2 separate regions of the Delphinus delphis genome follow, and region 2 is linked to region 1. Evidence: chromatin contacts called from public Hi-C data. All regions are on one chromosome and are shown on one strand. The core of a region is the stretch at or near the end of the contact, and the rest is flanking DNA. Distances in the headings are between cores, read along the strand shown.

The links. Hi-C and Micro-C count contacts between places; a contact is called where the count stands out from the background.
Region 2: a Hi-C map of lung shows a contact between it and region 1, with 3 times the contacts expected there. The contact joins the promoter of MYBL1 here to the promoter of ADHFE1 in region 1. A contact is called at or near these places in 2 of 3 Hi-C or Micro-C datasets (lung and muscle).

Annotation. Positions count from the first base shown.
Region 1 is chr17:12,131,867-12,138,526 of mDelDel1.2, forward strand. ADHFE1 (alcohol dehydrogenase iron containing 1) reads left to right here and starts at 2,568. Exons shown (of 15, transcript XM_059994715.1): 1 at 2,568-2,646. The coding sequence starts at 2,591. It overlaps RRS1 (ribosome biogenesis regulator 1 homolog), which reads left to right. Exons shown (of 1, transcript XM_059994712.1): 1 at 1-2,151. The coding sequence ends at 589. LOC132413046 (a long non-coding RNA gene) reads right to left here. Exons shown (of 3, transcript XR_009516587.1): 3 at 3,335-3,957.
Region 2 is chr17:12,303,310-12,310,004 of mDelDel1.2, forward strand. MYBL1 (MYB proto-oncogene like 1) reads right to left here and starts at 1,877. Exons shown (of 16, transcript XM_060035162.1): 1 at 1,840-1,877. The coding sequence starts at 1,859.

The DNA.
Region 1 (6,660 bases), core at 1,318-3,817:
GTTCGCCAAGCGGATTCAGGCTAAGAAGGAACGGGTGGCCAAGAACGAGCTGAACCGGCTGCGTAACCTGGCCCGCGCGCACAAGTTGCGGCTGCCTAGCGCGGCCGGCATGCACCCTACCGGACACCAGAGTAAGGAGGAGCTTGGCCGCGCCGTGCAGGTGGCCAGGGTCTCCACCGCCTCTGTGGGGCGCTTCCAGGAGCGCCTGCCCAAGGAGAAGGCGCCCCGGGGCTCTGGAAAGAAGAGAAAGTTTCAGCCTCTTTTCGGGGACTTTGCAGCCGAGAAAAACAGCCAGTTGGAGATGCTGCGAATAATGAACAGCAAGAAGCCTCAGTTGGACGTTACGAGGGCCACCAATAAGCAGATGAGGGAGGAGGACCAGGAAGAGGCGGCTAAGAGGAGGAAAATGAGTCAGAAGGGCAAGAGAAAGGGGGGCCGAAAGGGTCCCGGGGGTAAGAGGAAAGGGGGCCCGCCCAGCCAAGGAGGGAAGAGGAAAGGGGGCTTGGGAGGCAAGATGAATTCCGGGCGGCCTGGCTTGAGTGGCAAGAGAAAAGGAGGGCAACACCAAGGAGGAAAGAGGAGGAAGTAAATTTCACCCTCGGACCTGCTTGTAAACCGAGAACTGTACTTAATGTTAAGTTCTAGGTACAGTAGGGGGATACAGAAGATGGGGCCGCTGCCTGCAACGAGCTTCAGGTTAAAGGGCTAGGCTTGCCCTCCTCTGAAGATGGTTGTAAATGTTTGATTCGACAAATTAATGCATTTCCCACAGCCAAAACTTTTGCTGGAGATTAAAGGATGTATTTAAGGACATACGAATTGGAAAGAATTTGTGATAACTAGGAGTGAGTTCTGTTTTTAAACAGCCATTTTTTTCCTCTCTCTCTTTAAACTTTGGATGGGGTGTAAGGGAGAGAGCTGGTCGTATTTCAGAGACTTTTAATAGATTGGTATCTGCATTATTTTGATAACAAGCTTGTGTATTTATCAAAGGAGAGGGACAGAAAAGTTACATTTTCAGAACGGTTGTAAAGGTTATTTAATAAAAGTGTCTTATGTAATGTTGCTTTTAACTTTTTGGCTACTGGTACAAATCTTAAGTAAAGCTTGTGACCTGGATACCTGGCACAGATTACTTTAATTTACTTTCTAGAAAACATAGCAGCTAAATTATGATTTCAGTGAGACCACTTTTATTAGAAAAGCTCATACTTCTTTTGGTATCAGATATAATATTGAAAGTGTAGTACAACTGGTGCCTCTTCCAACACTGAAAACATTAATTTGCTGTAAATGATAAATTGGGGCTTCACTAAATAATAGTAATAATCCTCATTAATCCTAATTTTATACTTAAATCTTTATCAACATTTATGTCCCCAGTTTTTTTAAAGCTTCAAGTAGGTCTGTTTGGGGAAGAGAGAAAGAAACTCACAAAGTCCTTACTTGGAACATTATCTTTTGATTCATTTGTCAAATTTACCTGAGCTGGTTTGATTAGGAGGTGAAATGTTTACAGCTATTCTGGGTCTCTTTCCCTAATTGATGTCAGTAACTCATCTTTGTAAAAATACATATCTCCTGAAAAGGGTTCATAGTACATCTAGAATGGGGGGGTAGTGCTTTTTTGCTGCTGTTATAGGTCTGAGGAGCCACTCTTGCTTTTTGGTCTGACAATTGATAGGAAATTAAAATTGAGATCGTTTGTCTCTCATTTTTTCACTGTTGTCTCATCTTTGTTACTTTTAGAAATTGCTATGAAAGAAAAGATTAATTCAGATTTCATAATAGGTTACTAAAACACAGATGTTCAGTTGTTACTGTCTTAAAATACTTTGTGATAAAGTTAACTCTGCCATCATTGATCATTGTTTCCACCGGGACCTGGAAACTTGGAGCTGCTAAACCCTGGCCCTCCCTTCCCACATAACCGTGGAAACAACTACTGATAAAACCATTTAATGGTATCCTGAACAACTTCATCAAAAGCCAAACCATTCATAGACCATTTAACACCTTTTAAATTCTTCTCAACTGTCTGGGATTTTTTGTTTTTGTTACTGTTTTGTTTGGGAATTTTTCTGTCTTTTGTTTTGTGACTTGATCTAGCAGTTGGACACAATACTGGCCTTGTAAAAATAAAAAAAGACCCTCGGGCTTTTCGCAAAGTTCTTGTTTACCGTTAAAACAAATTTAAATGCAGTGTCTTAATTTATTCTGAAAATACTCTGAGAAGCCAAAATAGCAGTCAGAGTGGAAAAAGAATGCCCTTGTTTCTCCCTTTCCCCACGTCCCCAACTTGTGACATAGTTTATATAGAGACATAGGAAAGTACCCCAAATCCCTACGGAGCAGTTACCTGTGTGGCAATTTCAAAGGTGTATGGTGAGACTTTGCAGCTGGGGCAGTCGTAGTTCCGACTGGTGGGAAAATGGTCCTCTGCCAAGGGCTGTCGCTGGGGCCGGAGACCGCGGCGCGGGTGGGCGGAGGAGAGGCGGCGGCCGGGATTGGCCGGTGGAGGAGAGGCGGCGGCCGGGATTGGCCGGAGACGGAGGGGGCGGGGCCGCGGAGAGAAGCACTCCGCACAGCCATGGCCGCTCCTCGCGACAGGGTAGCGCACTTGCTGAGGCAACTGCAACGCGCAGCGTGAGTGCGGGCGGCGCGGGCTGGCGGGCAGGGGATCGGAGGGTGCGGCCGAGCCCACGCAGCCCCCGGGGAGCAACTCGCCCGGGCCGGCACGTTCTTCCTCGTGTCACTTTCGAGAATTTGGGGACCGGGTACCGCAGTGCGCGGCGGCCTGGACGGTGCTGTCTGCCAAGCAGCTAAGCAGCCAAACGGCCAAGCGCGGCGCGATAGGCTGCTTTTCCTCTGCCTGATCTGCAGTTTAGGAAAGTAAGGCCCAGAGAGGAGAGCGCCTGGTCCCAGATCTACGCAGGCAGCGGAGAGCTTGGAACAGTGACCCAGAGAAATGCATGTATACAATCAACACATATGTATCGGGTGTATGTAATGTGCCCAAAACTATTCTAGGTGCCGGGGATACAAAGACGAAAGACTCTGCAGCAAAGTCTAGCAGGGAATTGCATGAGCGGACAGGAGTGAAACGGGCCTCTGCAGAATGCAGCGGACAGAGGGTGTAGAAGAGAGAGGGATGAGAGAAATCACCAGGAGCTTGACTCCCTGGCATGTACAGGGCAGTCAGGGTATTAAACGTTATGACACGTCTGACTCGCCCTCCAGAAATGCCGGGTACATAGTAGCTGCCTGATAAATACTTGTTGAATGTGCAGGTGCACAAGTCCGCCTGGGAACACAGGGGGGGAAATGAGCTAACAGGTGGAGATAAATAGGGGGAAAGGAGGGGACTAGAGAGGAATTTCAGGCAAAGGGAAGAGCAACACCAGAGACAAAAGCCGTAGTTCCAGGATCTAAAAGTAGCTAAAGACTGGACCTACCATGATAGGAGGACGTGAGGAAAGAAAAAACAGATGGCGAAAGACCATGAATTAGAAAATAGCCAAATTTACTGGGCACTTACCAAGCACAGGGCGCTGTCCTACACACTTTACATGTACTACTACTAATAACTCTAATCCTTACAACAAAGCTATGCCAAGCTGTATTATTATCCTTCTATTACAGATAAAGAAATAAAGGCATGGAGAAAACTAATTTGCCCAGTGTCATACACTAAGCAAGTGGCACACCCATAATCTGGACCCAGGTGTTCTGGCTTCACTATCCTTGTTCTCAGTCCTATGCTAAGGAATTTTAATTGTGTCCTGTAGATAACAGAAAGCTGTTGAAGCAATAGTCCTCACTGTGAAACATACTCTTTAAGATGCCCCATGAAAAAAAGAATCCCATGGCCAGATAAGTTTGCGAAACTAACCAACTGCTGCATCACCCTGTGGAGAGTCAGGATATACGTCAGCACACGAAGGACACTGAGAGCTCCTGCAGGGAAGAAAAGAAACAAAAAGTTTAGCTGTATTTAAACTCTTTGTTCTAAACCTGTGTCATCACAGAACTCTTTATCAAGCAACCCCATTCATATCCCTTGGAACCAGTGTCACGTAGAACGTGTTTTTGGAATAGCTGCATGCAAAGGAGGGTGGCATGATTAGGATTAAGCTGAAGCTTTCTGGCGGCAGTGGAGAGGAAAGACTGGAGGTAATTGTCAGGCTCCAGCTAAAAGGCACCAAGGAGCGGCAGTTGGTACAAGAGGGTAGATGTAAGAGATATGGAGATGTAAGAAAAATTGGTTAGAATCAGCAGGATTTTGTGTCTGATTAGTGAGACAGGAGAAGTGGAGGTTTCTGGCTGGGGCATCGGTAAACAGTGGGGCCATTTACCAACGTAGGGACTGTAAACTTTAGGAGGAAGATGATAATCATTTTGAGTTGGACATGCCTCACGTACATCCAGGTGAAGACCCCGAGCAGGTAATTGAATACATTGTTCTGGAGCTCGGGAGCGAGTTGGAAACACACCCATATAGAGAGAGCAGTTGACACCATGGATGTAGAAGCAAAGGCCTTGACAAACTGTATTCCTAGAAGAAAAGGGCTGAGGATGAAGTCCTGCGGAGCAGCACTGTGTGGTGCTTTGTTCTTTGCATTTTTTTTTTTAATCCCATGTAGAAAGTGAGAGATTGCAGGTAAAAATCTTGGAAAATTGGGAAATGGTATCATTGGGCCCACGTTTTGCCTGGGGAAAGTCTGCCAGAGCTGAGGTGAAGCTGTGCCCACCTGCTTTGGACAGGGCAGCACTCCAGCTTCCTGAGAGACAAGTCCCTCCACCCCAGGGCAGCCCACCACTCAGTCCGCACACACAGCAGCTGTGCTGACAGCCAGCTGCTCTGGCCTCATTTCCATTACCTGCTGGCCCCTTTAGGCACTTGGATTTGCACATGCTTTGCACTCTGACTGCTGAAAAAGGAACCAGCATTAAAGGATAGAGGGGTGACCAAAGAGGTGAGAGGAAGGAAGGGAAGGAGGGAAGGACAGTTTGCAGTGCTCTCATCCCCAGGGTACCGCAGGGAACCAAGCAGCCTAACATCCATGGGACTTAAGTGTGTGTGTGGTGGTGTGGGGGGGCCGGTGGGGTCAGGCAGGGCAGATAATAAACAATAAACTAGTAAGTAAAACTTAGAGTATATTTGATGCAGCTAGGTACTAAAAAGAAAGAGAAAGCAAAGGGGGATGGGGTGTTGGAGGAGAGGATGCAATTTTAAAGACAGAGAAAACCTCAACTACTTACAGTTTCCTGTGGCTGCTGTAACCCATTACCATGAACTTAGTGGCTTAAAACAACACACATTTATTATCTTACAGTTCTGAAGTTCAGAAGTCCAAAATCAGTTTTCCTGGGCCCAAATCAAGGTGTCGGCAGGGCCACATTCCCTTCAGAGGCTCTAGGGCAGAGTCCATTACCTTGCTTTTAACAACTTCTAGAGCTACAGCGCCTGCATTCCTTTGCTGGTGGCCCCTTCCTCCATCTTCAGAGCCAGCAACGTAGCATCTCACTTCAGCGGTCACGTTGCCTTCTTCTGTGTCAAATCTCCCTCTGCCTCTTTCTTAGAAGGACACTGTGATTACCTTTAGGGCCCACTCAGATGATCCAGGATAATCTCTCCATCTCAAGATCCTTAACACATCTGCAGAGTCCCTCTTGCCACACAAAGTAATATAGACAGGGTCCAGGGATTAGGACCGGAACAGCTTTTGGGCTCAGCTCAGCACACTCACCGGGGAAGTAACTGTTGCAAACCACGTGGCTCTCTGGGGACGTATCTAGAGGTGGAGCATGCCTGGCATGGTTTCAGAACAAGGTGTCTGGATCAGACTGAGCGAGAAGGAGATGAGGCCAGAGACACGGTGGGCATGTCGGGGTGGCCAAGGACGACCCTAAGGTTTTTGGCCTAAACAACCAAAGTTGAAGTTGTCATTAAGCTGGGATAAGGAAGAGGCTTTGAAGGGAAGACCAGGAGCTGAGTCTTAGGGACAATGTGAGATGCCTAATAGACATTCAAGTGACGATGTCAAGTAGGAAGTGGATTCTGGAGTTCAGGAGAGAAGTCTAAACAGAAAGAGTAAAGTGGGAGTCATCAACATAGAAGGTGAGCAAGGCCATGAGACCAGGTGAGGTCACTCAGGGAGTGAGTGTGGTAAGAAAAGAGAAGGATCTACGGGCTGAACGCTGGGACCCTCCAGCATTTAGAGTCAAGAGCATGAAAAGAAACTAGGCCAGGAGCAGGCAGTGCAGTAAGAAGAAAACCAGGGAATTGTGTCCTGGAAACCAAGGGAAGGAAGTATTTCCAGGGAGGAGGGAGTGAACAGGAGGATGCAAATGACAGGTCTGAACTGAGAACTGAGTGGTGTATTAGCACTGAGGGGAGGGCCTTAGCGACCTGGTAAGTTTGTCAGTGGAGACATGGGGCAAAGGCTCATTGGAAGATATTCCAGAGAGAATGGGAGAAGAGAAATTGGAGAGAGCAGGTGTAGTTGGCTGAAGGGAAGCGGGGAGGTGGGGGCAACAGTGGGAAAGGGAAGGGGGACAAGAGGAAGTTGTTGGATGATGGTTGATATAATATGCGGAAGTCAACATTTTCCTACTGATGGATCAGATTTGGGGGCAGGGAGATTTTGATGACACAGG
Region 2 (6,695 bases), core at 627-3,126, 170 kb after region 1:
GCAAATTAATCATTAAATCACTTCTTTCTTAGCCTATTATTATGAAGCATATGCAAATTATGGACAGAAAAACTAACTGGAGAAGGCAGGGTTCTGACATTCAAGCATCCATGTCTAACCATAACTAACTGCTAATGACAGAATTAGCCAAGAAACTGTTTCAAATAAGATTAACATCAATACTGATAAGTAGATAATGCCACACATTGAATATAAACTAACTCCTGTTATTGACTTGACAACATTCACTTGTCACCTTGCTTAATGAAGGTATATTTAAAAATTCAAAAGAAAAGGCCTAAATCAATACCTCAGTAATTATAGTTACAGGAGATTTTAATATCTATCTTTTCTGAAGACTGAGAAGTCAGTCAGGTCCTTGATGTTCTAGAGTAATAATTCTCACCTGGGTGATTCTGGCCCCCAACAGACATTTGGTAATGTCTGGAGACATTTTTGATCGTCACACCTGGGGGAAGTGGGGTGTTACTGGCATCCACCGGGTAGACGCCAGGGATGCTGCTAGACATTCTACAAAGCACAGGACAGTACCCCTCCCACCCCGCCTTCCCAATACAAAGAATTATCTGATCCAAAATATCAAGTGCCTAGGTTGAAAAGCCTCTTCTAGAGAAGTGTGTGTGTGTGTGTGTGTGTGTGTGTGTGTGTGTGTAAATTTGTTCCACCTCAAGAGTTTGATCTATTCTGTAGTTGCTACAAAGTAATAATCTAACAAAGACTTAACTACATTCTATGCTGATTTCTGCAAAAGATACCTTACATGCAGCAGATACTTAATAAATGAAGAGCAACAAATACTATGTGTACTTATTGCCAATTTTTAACAGTAATCTGCAGTGAATGAAGCTAGTACTAAATTTCAACTTGGGAAATACACCTCCAGTTGAGACTTTGAGGCTGTGGATCTAGATAAATAAAGCCATTTGGAAATCCTGTCAAACATCTTTTCATGTTTATTTAATAATACTGACAACTAAAAGATACTGTAGTTTTTTGTCATCTAAGTAATTCCTACACACAATTTAGGAGTAGTTACTATAATGACATAAATAAAAATGAGAAGCGTAAATTCATCCTAGCAAGTTTTCCAAAAAAACATGCCCTACTCTTTGCAACACTTAGGCACAGTCAGAGCCCAACAGACACACAAAATATTAAGTGACTCAAACACATTGTTTTATTTTAAGATCAAGCTCCTGGTGGTAACAGTGTGGCATCTTCCCAGTAGAAGATATTAAAAATACATACATAAAGCTGAGAACATGGGTATGGTAATTACAGTAAACATCAAAAAAGGTCCTCTCTCCTCAGCTATTCCTCAGAGGACTTCCACACCTTTCAAGGGAGCAAAGACGGCAGAAGGGTCCCCACCCAGGTTTATCACAAAGTTCCTATTTTTAACTGGCCCAGGCATTCAGAGAAAAAGAGGCCCTCTGAACACCATTTTCAGGTCGTCCAGGCAGGACACTTCCACTTTCATCTGCGGAGCGTATTCCCTGAAAGCGCACAGACTTACCTGTCAACTCCCACCAAGAAGTGGCTGTGAACGTTTGGGGGTCTGGATGTGCGCTGTGGGGAGAGTCGACTCAAAAGAGCAACCTGGGCATCTGTTAGTCACTTTCTGAGTCTGAAACACACTGGTCCCCAACTCCACACGTCACGGCTGCGCTGAGGCCAGCGGGCCGAAGTGGCTGTGGAGCAGCGGGAAGAAAACCTCTGCCCCGGCTGGGGAGGGCCTGGTGCGGAAGCAGCGGGAAAGGAAAGGGAATCTGAGCCGACACTGTGCCGACGGGCCCGGGCGAAAGGGATGTCACCCACCTGCGCGACCTCTTCGCCATCCTTCAAGTACCGCATAGGCGCGGGCTGGGCGGGGACGCAGTTCAGCCTCCTCCAGCCTCAGGCTAATGCTCCTTCTCCCCGACCCTCCCTCCGCTTCCCTCTCCGAGGTCCCTCTCCGCGGCGACCGAGTGCGGAACGCACGTCCCCGGCAGGGCAGGACAGAAGGACTGAGGCGCGGACCGCGACCCGCCCCCGGTCCGTAGCGCCGCTCCTAGCCCCGGCCCGGCCCGGTCACGGATGCCCCCAACATGTCAGCAGGCGCGCTCCCGCCCTCCGCCGGCCCCTCCCGCCACCTCTCAGCCTCCTCGCCGCTGTCCCAGCGCGGCTCCGCCGCGGGCGCCGACCCCCGCCCTCTCCCCGCAGCGAACTGCCCGGCAGGGATCACAGCCTCCTGCAGGGTTTTGTCCGCACCGCCGAATCTCGCGCCCAGCCTCCCTCAAGAGCCGCCGTTTGAATCTGCGCACGCGGCCCCGAATCTTATTGGCTGTGGCGGCCGCACGCGGGGGGACGAGGGCGGGGCGGGGAGAGCGCGCGCGACTGCGGGCGGGGGCTGGGGAGCTGGAAGTCGGGACTGGAACCCGCGGGAGTCGGGGAAGGAGCTGGGAGCCAGGGGGTGGGGCCGCAGGCCAGGCTCGCGGGTCCAGCAGTGACAGGACCCGGAGCGCGCAGAGCGCCGCACCCGAGGGGGCGGGACGCCGAGGGCAGCGCGGGGCCTGCTGGGAAAGCGAGTTCCAGGCTCGCGGAGAGGCGTGTCCGGAAGCGGCGGCGGGAGCCCAAACTTCCCGGGGTGAGCGGACGGTGTCCCTGAGGGTTGAGCTGTCCCGCCAGGGCATGTCCCCGCAGCCTTCTCTCGGCCTCAGCTCTTCAGTCCTCGGGTGCATCCCTCCTCACTAGTTAGGAGGCTCGGTCTTCGGACTTGAGACAAATCTAACCATAAAATTTGCGCGGCCGTTATTGTTTAAGCAAAACTGCGAGTTATTTTTGCCAAACGTCGTAGCTGCTGAACTAGCGAAGACCGTAGCAGGAAACCGAATATCAAGAATGAGCAGGAGTGTGACAGGTGAAAAAGTTTTTAGCTGGACACGTGCTTGGAACTGAAAAGGGAAATAATCCGGGTCGGCGGCTGGTCTCCAAAGTGCTTAATCTCCTCCCCGGCTCTACGGGAAGTAGCTGCTGTGCGCGGTGAAGGAGCCCTGATCCGGGAGAAGAATGCAGGAAGACCGGAGCGGACTGGGAATTTCGCCCAGACAAATGAGTACGGTCGTCAACAGTAGAAGGTGACCTTCCTTCTCAGGAGAGACAGGAGGACGGGGCAACTGCACTGGAGGAGCTTCTGGCAGTTAAAACTACTCTAGAGGTTTCAAGTCTAATAACTACAAACTGCTCAGTTCAAGTAGCGTTAAAATAGATTAACTACAGTAAGGATTAGAAATGGTAAAGGATACAAATTTGCAAGGTAACATGCTCTACTGCATGGAGCACGAAACCACAGGTTAATATTGTAACAAACTTACATTTTGCTATTTTGAAAGTTTACGCATCAATTTTTGCAAATAAGAGACGCAGGTGCAAATGTGAATTAAGAGGAGCTTGCATGCACTACTTTTAAAACTTAAAACACCTGCCTTTTTATAGTTCCTTTTTCTCAAGGTATGGGTTCTGGGAAGGTAAAACAGCTTTTCTTTCAAATCATTGCTGGCTGTGTTGCTAGTTAACTTAAAAAAAAAACTAATTTAGAAAGTAATGTCGTTTGAAAACAGTGTTTTCTTTACTCTTGGGTCACACATCACTCCGCTTATTTACATCCTAACAGGAAGCGGAATTTCTACTATATTTTAGGCTGTAGTCTAAAAGGTATACAGAATACGTTTTTAGAGCTTGAAGAGAGTTGTTTTAGATTTTGACAGCAAACTAAGTTCCTCTCATTTTAGAGATAGAGAAAAACATAATTCCTCAGAAAGATAACATCGCAAATTCATTTAAATTAGTTACAAAAAAAACCAAAGTGTGGAATTAAAGTGGTTCACAGTCATTTGAATACACATACTCAAATATAACCTGTGACTTGCGTTTTTTTAATCAAAATATATTTAATAAAGAATTTTAATTCAGAGAATATAAAGAAATCTCAAAACTCAATAATGAGAAAAAAAAAGAAGCAATAAAAAGGGCAAAAGATTAGAGCAGACACTTCACCGAAAAAGATAAGTAGCATGAAAAGATGCTCCACATCATTAATCATTAGAGAAATGCAAAGTAAAACCACAATGAGGTACTACTACACAGCTATTAGAATGGGGGGAGGGGGACTGTAAAAAGTGTTGGCGAAGATGAAGATGCTGAGCAAGTATAACTTTTCATACACTGCCGGTAGGAATGCAGCTGAAACAGCCACTTTGGAAAACAGATGTTTACAGTGGCTTTATTTGTAATCACCAGAAGCTGAAAACACAAGGAACTTTGTCATGCATTTACTCCTCAGCCCCCAAGAGTTAGTTTTGAATAGTCTGTTAATGCTTCTCAAGTCTTTCCACAGAGGTATAGGGGGGAAAACCAAGGGGAGACAGGGGTTGGGGGCAAGTGCTGGAAATTTCTTTGAAAACTCATTTTTTATATTTAAAAATGAGTTTTTAAATTATTTACTTTCTTACTCCAAATCTTTAAATAAATTGCCTCATTATTATTAAATAAATGAGCAGAAGGTTCACCATGCTCATCCTTCACATGACTGCACCAGCTTCTTATCCTCCTGCAAAGGCCAAATACTCCAGAGGTTTGCTAACTTAGTTTGAAAAGCTTATGCTGGTTTAATATAGTACCTAATAGACTATAGTTTTCATAGAGCTGTATCAACCATTCCCATAAGTAGATTTTTGTCTGTTCTATTTATTGTTAGATCCCCAGTCCCTAGAATAGTGACACACCCAGATGCTCAATAAATATAACTGTAGAATGAATGGAAAAATATAAATAAGTGCATTAAGTAAATATTTATGCTTACAGGGATGTAACAAGTACAAATTAAACCAGATTTGAAACACGATTTTATGACTACTAAGGTAGCAAAATTTTTCGAAATCCTGCCAACAAAGTTTGAATAATTCCTTGATGTTAGTATTGAAACTGGTATAATCCTTTTGGAAAGCAATACCAAGCAAAAGCTGTAAATGTGTGCACAGCCTTTGACAAAAATTTAAAATATAATTCAATACAAGCAAAAAAGATGTGCTTGAGTGCTTATAGTAGTGTATTCCATTAGAACCCCAGTTTGGAAGCATTCACATTTTGAGGCTAGTTTAAATGGTTCATCAGCAGGAAAAAACAATTATATAGCCAATAAATATAGTGTAATATTAAGACAATGCCATTAAATGGCTGTTACACTACTAGGCCCTTCTACGTGCTTTGCATGCATTAGTCTTTGGTAATAGCCACAACTTCTATAATTGTAACAACCCTATGAGGTAGGTACCGTTACTTTCCTCCACTTTATAAATGAGGAAAATTGGGCACAAGGAAATAGCACAAGTATGGTATGTAAAACTTGTCCCAATATTGATAATGCTAAATAAATATGCCTTGGCAGAATAATGAAACCATATATTATGTATTTGATATGAAAACCAAAATCAGGTTTAGAATGCTACTTTGAATACATAAATGTATGGTCCAACATCTGTCTCCCCACCACCAATATATTTTGCTAATCTGTACATTTAGGGTGCTATTTTAAATTTGATGGGAATTATAAATAGAAACCATACTAACATAAGCAGCTATAGAATTCTTAGGTTGGCTTTTAAAGGCAAAAGTAAGGGTGGTTGAACTGCAAGAAAAAAAAAATACTGTAAGAGAAAAAAAAATGTTTTAAAGTGTCCCAGTTTCAACCCAATATTCCTTGCTCTACCCTTTTCTGGTAGATAGACTAATGGCCCCCCAAATATGTCCACGTCCTAATCCCCAGAACCTGTGAATATATTACCTTAATGGCAAAAGGGACTTTGTAGATGTGATTAAATAAGGATCTTGACAAGGGGAGTTTGGAATATCTAGGTGGACCCGATGTAATCACAAGGGTCCTTAAGAGTGGAAGATGGAAGCAGAAGAGTCTGAGGAGATTGAAGATGCTATGATGTTAGCTTTGAAAATGAAGGAAGGGGTCATGGGCCAATGAATGCAGGCAGCCTTTAGGAACTAGAAAGTCAAGGAAACCGATTCTCCCCTAGAGCCTCCGGAAAGGAACACAGCCCTGCTGACACCTTGACCTTAGTTCAAGGACATCCCGTTTGCACTTCTGACATCCAGAGCCTTAGAATAATAACTTTGTATTTTTTAAAATTGTGTTTATTTTTGGCTGCATTGGGTCTTCGTTGCTGCGCGCGGGCTTTCTCTAGTTGCGGCGAGCGGGGGCTACTCGTCCTTGTGGTGCGCGGGCTTCTCATCGCGGTGGCTTCTCTTGTTGCGGAGCACGGGCTCTAGGCGCGCGGGCTTCAGCAGTTACGGCTCGCGGGCTCTAGAGCACAGGCTCAGTAGTTGTGGCGCACGGGCTTAGTTGCCCCACGACGTGGGATCTTCCCGGACCAGGGATTGAACCCGTGTTCCCCACATTGGCACGTGGATTCTTAACCACTGCGCCACCAGGGAAGTCCCCTTTGTGTTGTTTTAAGCCACTAAATTTGTGGTAATTTGTTACAGCAGCAGTAATACAATAATAGGAATAGGAAACTAATATATCTTCTCTGAAATTTTCAACACTTTTGGCCTATCATAATAAAAATAGTGCTTTCTCTTCAAAAAAGAAATCTTTCATAGTGTTCAAAATTTAGCCCTTACTT